2 separate regions of the Sus scrofa genome follow, and region 1 is linked to region 2. A link is a contact called in public Hi-C data. All regions are on one chromosome and are shown on one strand. Each heading gives the region's core, a stretch centred on a gene start, on an enhancer-like site or on the middle of the called end of the contact. The rest is flanking DNA. Distances are from core to core; before and after follow the strand shown.

The links. A called contact is a pair of places that touch in the nucleus more often than the background predicts.
Region 1: a Hi-C map of subcutaneous adipose tissue shows a contact between it and region 2, with 2.5 times the contacts expected there. The contact joins the enhancer-like site here to the promoter of ZNF703 in region 2. A contact is called at or near these places in 5 of 47 Hi-C or Micro-C datasets (embryonic fibroblasts, heart right ventricle, skeletal muscle and 1 more) and 2 of 2 datasets of contacts at active chromatin or transcription factors (alveolar macrophages and skeletal muscle).

Annotation. Positions count from the first base shown.
Region 1 is chr15:48,817,456-48,820,877 of Sscrofa11.1, forward strand. No RefSeq gene overlaps it. Among named protein-coding and RNA genes, the nearest start is that of ZNF703, 120 kb to the left of the region's middle. Within about 2 kb of position 1,421, at least 9 of the 83 cell types and tissues checked have an H3K27ac peak or open chromatin away from gene starts, as enhancers often do. A contact at or near this core is called in skeletal muscle and subcutaneous adipose tissue, where this site is marked.
Region 2 is chr15:48,694,477-48,698,018 of Sscrofa11.1, forward strand. It overlaps ZNF703 (zinc finger protein 703), which reads right to left and starts at 2,163. Exons shown (of 2, transcript XM_003133370.5): 1 at 1,703-2,163; 2 at 1-721. The coding sequence starts at 1,945. It overlaps LOC110256999 (a long non-coding RNA gene), which reads left to right and starts at 2,297. Exons shown (of 2, transcript XR_002339108.1): 1 at 2,297-2,428; 2 at 3,216-3,542.

The sequences.
Region 1 (3,422 bases), core at 171-2,670, 120 kb after region 2:
CAAGGGCCGAAGCCCTGACCTTCACGTGACTCCCTGGCCTTGTGGACGTTTTCCCAGATGGCATGAGATCCTCCATGCTTCAGCCAGTGTTCAGCCTTGGTCCCCTCTCCCCACATCTCTAAACGCTGGGCCCTCAGGTCTCAGGGATACATCAGCCTCAAGTTTACCTCCTCTCTTGGCGTCTGCAGCTCTTTTCTTCCTGTCCATCCATCCGATCTACACACGCTTCACGGTCAAGATCCAGTTTTGTTTCTTCCTAGTACATGGCTCTGACCGCTTTGCTTTCTCTGACCAACCTCCAGTGGCCACCACGCTCTTCAGCATGAATTAAATACTGTTTCATTTTTGCCCCTGATTCATGGTTTCTCTAAACAGTCGCATTTTGCCATTGAGTCACCATTTCTCTGAACTGTCCCATTTTCCTTGCTGGTAAATGAAGGGTTTCGATGGAACACTTCTAAGGTCCTTGGCAGTTATAATAGTCTAGGTTCTAGGTCTGCTCCTCTTGTCTCCTCATTTGGACTGTAAGCTCCAGGCAGGGAGAGTATCTTTCCTCGTTCTGACTTCCTCAATCTTCCAGCTCAGTGCTGTGCCCCGAGTGGGTATTCCCTAAGTCTTTTGTTGACCTGATCTTTTGGCATACTTTTTCCTACTGGAAATGGAAGGAATGAGAGCCTTAGAAGCCTGGTCTTGAGGTCTGGCCCAAAGAGAAGTTGTTCTGTAATTTGCGGATATGGTGAAAACTGCTGTGATGTCTTAATACTCAGTGTCCTCTGCTGCAGGAAATTTACCCTGGGGACTCTGCCCAGCACAGGAAGACATCAGATTAAAGGGGGTCAGGGGGACCCAGCATATATATTTGGTAGCAAAGTAGAAAAGAATTCTTTGCTTGGTTCAGACCTTGGTTTGGCCGCTTCCCACAATCACTTGTATGAGGCTGGGTTGCTCACTGTAAACCCAAACCAAAACAACCACTGTGCTAGCTGCCCTGTGATGGGAGTTAAAGACTTGTGAAAACATTCTGTAAATTGTGAAGCTAATAGCAGTAGGTGTGAAGTGGCCTTGGAGGCGTGACTTAACATCTCAAAAGTCAAAAAGTCAAATGCAGAAACACAGCTTCAAAAGAGAGTAGCAAAGGGCTCTCTTTCTCTCCCTTTTTCACTCTTGGACAAAGACCCACTTCTGTCTCTGGATGATACTCTGTAGAGAACCCTCCCACCAATCTCCGCCAAAAAAAAAAAAAAAGAAAGAAAGAAATTAAAGTTCAGGAGTAAGAGGAACATCCTGGTATATTCTGAAAGTTGACTCCGGGAAGAGAGGAAAATATGAGCAAACAAAAGCTGTCACTCACTGGCAAGCTGCTTCCTCTGGGGAATAATCACTGTGAAGAAAAACTAAAGATCTGAACGTGGCCTGGAGCCGGCTGTGGCTGGTAGAACAGGAGCCCCTGCTTGGGGCCTGCCAGCCCATTCTCAGGGTTTTAGCAGCTCCGAGGCTGCTGGTTAGGAGCCTGCCTGCTGTCCCCTGAGCGTCATGTCTCTGGTTCTCCAGCGTCCCAGGAGCTCTCATGAACCTGGTGTCAATGGTAGTGCCAGCCTAGCCACTGACCTCAGCTGGAAACCCACCCACCCAAACACCAGATCCTACCCTTCTCTTCCCCTCCCCTGTCCCAAAGTCCTCTCTCTTCCCACATCCATCCTCCTTGCCTGTCAATTTCCACCCCACGAATCAGAAGTCAGAGCCGTCCCCCTGCCCCAAAAGCTGGCAACCGAGGCTCCAACCTTCTCAAAACCTGTTTGTGTGCAAACAAAGGCCGCCCCCCACCCCCTTCAACACACCATCGCCTGACTTTCCAAGATGATGATTGAGTTTTTCCCCTGTTCTGCTTGATATTTCTGCCAAAGCAAGAAAAATCCTCGTTGAAGTCTAGCAGGAAATCCAATAAAAATTCTTCAAAAGATGGGCTTGACATTGAAAAACAGCAAAATTATAAAATAGGCCTTAGAAAAGAGAGCGGAGAGTTATTATATCTGGCACCAAGCAAAAGCCCCGAGACCCGTCCAAATGAGCCATCACAGACTGAAAGTGTTTAGCTTCCCGTTGATTAAATATGGAGAAGGACCCAGGGCTGCCAAGCCTCGGGGATCCAAAGTTTGTTTTCAGTCAGAATGTGTTTTCAGTCAATGGAAAAAATGGTCGGCCCGCGCTGGGCTGTGTAACCGAGAAGCCCCGGGTTTGGGCTGAAAAATGGCTGTGAAGCAGAAAACCATGAGGGTAGTTAATCATCCCTCCCAGGCCCCTGTAATTTAACTCAGCGACTCATTCCACTTGCAAAGCCCCCACCACCACCCCCTTCTTTCTTCTTTTCTCAGTTCATTTTGCTCCAAGGGGAATAGATGAGTCCCTCTGAAGCTTGTTTCAGTTGCTCAAACTCCTCACCCCCGAGACATCCCCTCCTGGGCCGTGCACTCTTCTCGAGTCACCCGCTGTTATGTGCACCTTGAGCCGCGAGAGCAGAGCCAGGGATGCCTTCACGTGGATGGGCTTCCTTCAGGGAGATCTCTTTGTCCCGGGAGCTTCTGGGAAGGGGGCCTGGAAAACGCTCCTCCTGCTCCGCTGCCTTTCCAGGGAAAGCTTTTGGTCAGAGGTGTTTACTGACATTCTTTAAAACAGGGTGTTCTTTATTCCAGATTCACAGTTTTCTTTTTCTTGGGTTCTTATCTGGCCCAGCACGTTCCCTGACACTGAAGAGGAGAGGATATGACTCAGCCATAAAAAAAGAATGAGATGTGGATCTAGAGATGATCATACGAAGTGATATTCGTCAGACAGTGAAAGACAAACATTATATGATATCACTTATACGTGGAATCTGAAAAAAGGATACAGGAGTTCCCGTCATGGCAAAGCTGAAACGAATCCAACTAGGAACCATGAGGTTGCGGGTTCAATCCCTGGCCTTGCTCAGCAGGTCAAGGATCCCGCGCTGCTGTGAGCTGTGGTGTAGGTCGAAGATGCGGTTTGGATCTGGCGTTGCTGTGGTTGTGGGGTAGGCTGGCAGTTGTAGCTCTGATTAGACCCCTAGCCTGGGAACCTCCATATGTCACAGGTGCAACCCTAAAAAGCAAAAAAAAAAAAAAAAAGGATATGGAGTTCCTGTGGTGGCTCAGTGGTTAACGAACCTGACTAGGATCCATGAGGTTTCAGGTTCAATCTCTGGCCTCGCTCAGTGGGTTAAGAATTTGGCATTGACATGAGCTGTGGTGTAGGTCGCAGATATGGTTTGAATCTGGTGTTGCTGTGGCTGTGGCTGTGGCCAGCAGCTGTAGCTCTGATTTGACTCCTAGCCTGGGAACTTCCATATGCCTTGGGTGTGGCCCTAAAAAGCAAAAAAATTAAAAAATAATAAAAAAATTTAAAAA
Region 2 (3,542 bases), core at 913-3,412:
CCACGATGGAGCCGTGGTAGCCGATGCTGGAGGGTGGCAGCGGGAACACCGAGTGGCCCGGCTTATAGGGCGACACCGGCGCCACGTGGCCGGCCCCCACCAACGCGGAGGGCGGCTCCGACTTGCGCCCGGAGGCCCCGGCCTCCGTGCCGCTGCCGCTGTGCCCGCCCGGCTCCCCACCGTTGCCGCGGCTCACGGCCGCAGGCTCCGGGCTGGGCTTGGGCTCCTGGTCTTTCTTGTCCAGCTCCCCGCTGCCGCCTGCGCCGCCGTTCTTGCAGTCAGAGTGGTGCGGGGAGCCGCCCCGAGAGCCACCAGGGGAGGATGAGGACGAGGACGCGGAGACCGGCGCTCCATGCGGGGGGAAGGGCGTGCAGGCGGCGCTTGGGACCCTGAAGCCCGCCTTGTCTCCTGGGGACAAGGAGGAGGAGGAGGAGGTGGAGGACACGGAGGAGGAGCCGCTGTCTTTGCGGGAGTCGCCGCCTCCGGAGCCCTTGGAGTAGGGCTTGAAGCTGGACTTGTCCTCGGCCGGGGAGTCCCCCAGCTGCTTGAGAGCCGCAGAAGCGGAGGCGGCGCCGGAGGCGGAGCGGCTGGGGTCCTTCTCTGCTCCCAGCCCGTTGGCCGCCGCTACCGAGTTGAGCTTAGACGAGGGCGGCGGGTCCGGCTTGCCGATCTGCGAGCAAGTCTGGGCCAGCAACGCCAAAGGACTCTTCTTGGCGTCCAGCTGTGGGAGACAGCGGCAAGGGGAGGGAGAAGGGGGGTGAGACGAGAAACCGCTCGGGAGAGTGAACAAGTGGGGTGCCTGGGAAGCTGGGGGGGGGGGCGAGGGGAGCCGACGAGGCGGCGGACGAGGCGAGAAGACCTTGGGGACAGGGTCTGGAGAGCGAGGGCGGGGCTGCTGGGCGGAACTGCGCTAACCCTGCCGGCCGGTGAGATCCCTCGCTCTCGGTGTCCCCGGAGTGCGCCACCGGTCCCGGGAAAAGAGCAGTGGAAGTAGTCTACCAAAGGTGACTTCTCTGGAGTCAGGGCTGAGGGAGGGCCTGTAACTCGCCCCCTGCCCTCGAATCTCCCCCTAGTCTATGCCCAGGGAAAAACTTATTGCTTCAGTTTGGGTAACTTCGCTTAGGACGGGTTTCAGGCGGTGGCGCCGCGGGGTAGAAGCCGGGAAAAGCGCGTTCTGAAGCTAGGGCTGCCGTTGGCGCTCTCTTGGTAGCCCCTCCCTCCCGGGGAGGGCACCCAGGGAAGTGGGAGGAAGAAAGACCTGGGATCGGGAGTGCCGGGGCGTAGTGCGCTCTAACCGGATGGGACAGAGGCGGAGCAGGACCGGGCCGATCCGGCTTCAAAGAGAACAAACCCGGGTAGAGAGAGGTGGGCGGGAGAGGCCCAGGAGAGATCTTCTCCGGCCTGGAAACTGGGTGGCGAGGAAAAGTAAAAGACCCAGTGGAGACTCCAAGAGCAAACCCAATCCGGGAGAAAACATGTAGCTCCGAAAGGCGAGTGTGGAAGGGGAACCTTTCCGGAAAAGCCCAGGGAGAACCGTGTGGGCTCTGATCCCTCTGTTCTCCGTCCCTTCTCACACCGTCCGCCAGTGTGGCCGGACCTGAGCGTCGCACCGAGCCCCAGGGCGCAGGGAGCAGGGCCGTGGGCCCGGCAGTGGTGGGCGGAATGGGGCCGGCGCTGGACTGGCAGCGACCAGTCGACTGACCTCAATGGGGCTGACGGGAGTGGAGGACAGCGGCTGCAGGTACTCCGGATGCAGGAGGTGGCCGGTGTGCGCGCTCAGCATCTTCAGGACCCTGATGGGGAGCCGGTTTGCCTGGCGCAGGGGGTCCGCCGGGGGCAAGAGAGACACCGCCGCCGGCACCGCCGGCCTCTTCCCGCCTCCGCCGCTACCGCTGCCGCTGCTTTCGGGTGTCCTTGGGTTAGATCCAGCGGGCGAATCGCTCATTTGGAGGAGGCAGCGCCACTGGGGGGGCGGGGAGGGAGGGGGAGCACCGGGGAGGCGAGCTCCCGCGGCGGGTGGGCTCGCTCCGCAGCGCCAAGCGCGGTGCAGCAGCCGCTGCGCCTCCACCCCTCCTCCACCGACGCCACCGCCGCCGCTGCAGCCGCCGCCGCCGCCGCTATTCCCGGCGAGCAACACAAAAACCTTCGCCTTCCGCGAGCCGCACGTCAAATAGCCGCGATCGGCAGCCACACTTCAAAGGGATCGCCGCGGCCGCCCAATCGCAGCTCTCGCCGGGACCCCGGGGCGGGGAGAGCGGCGGGCGGAGGCCGGCGCCGCCGGTGGGCGGGGAGAGCCTTAAAGGGGCCTCGCCTGCGCGCGCCTCTCCCGCCTCGGCCTTTACCACTCTCCGCACTCCTCCCCTCCCCCCAACTGGGCCACCCCTACCCTGGGGTCCCGGAGAGCAGGGGACTTCTCCGTGACCCCAAGGTCTGCGCCCTGTCTTTCGCTAGCTTCCCTATCGCTCTGTTCTCTCTCCCTTCGCACCGCGGGGAGTTGGTGCTGGCGGGGGCAGTCACCCTCAGGCCGTGTGTGTTTGGGGTGGGGTGGACTGGGGTGGGGGTGGGGTAGGAGCTCCCGGCGTTGGCTCTCTTACAGTCAGGTCCAAGCCTCTCCCCGAGGCGGCCTGGGGGCGGGCCGTGCCTCGGGAACCCAGCTCTGCTGCGGCCCTGCTCAGGCTCTGCTCAGGCTCAGCTCCGGCTCCGCTCCGGTCCAGCTCTCTTCCCCTAATTGGCTTCTCCCGGGTGGGCTCATTTGGAAGCGCTCGAGACCCGGAGGCAGCAGCGGTTCTCGGGATGCGGGGTAAAGCGCTCCAATAACTTTGAGCCAGTCCTGTCCGAAGCCTGCAAGTTTGAGGACTCCCTTAGGGGGTGAAATGATTGCGATAAGGCGCTGTTCCCTAGGTTGTGCGCGCCGCCGGCGCACAGATTTATAGGTTCGATGTTTTTGAGTGTGTTTTCAGGTTTCTTACAATGTCCTGCTTAGAGGCATAAAATTCTCTCACGGCACAGAGCCTTGCTGCTATTTGGGGGTTGGGGGAATCTAAGTGCTGCACCCGGATACAAACTCTAGAGATGCGTCCCCCACATGTTTTCTTCTCTCGGGGCTGGGGAGGGGGTAAATTTCCCAGGGAAATTTCGGAGTTAAAAACTTTGTATTAAAAATAACAGTATTCTCCTCTACTCCACCTCCTTCCCCTGGTGCCTTTCTAATAAAGTTTGCATTGCCAGCCTCGCACCGGGCAGAGATTTTACATAGACCTAATCTCGACATCATTAAGGTTCCCTGCCTGCGGATCAGAAGGTGAACCTGGGTCTTTGTGCTCTGGCCTCCGGGGAGACCACTTCGCCGTGCTCTCAGCGACCAGTGGAGGCGCGCTGGTGTCACTGCCTCGCTTGGAGTACCACTTTCCCAGCTCGAATCCATCACTCCGATTGTCAGGCCTGTCACTCGGGGCATATTGCTCCAGGACTACCCGTCCCTGACTCTGCTGCTCGTTGATCAACGCCCTGCGATCACATGAGAACCAAGACGGGGATAGATG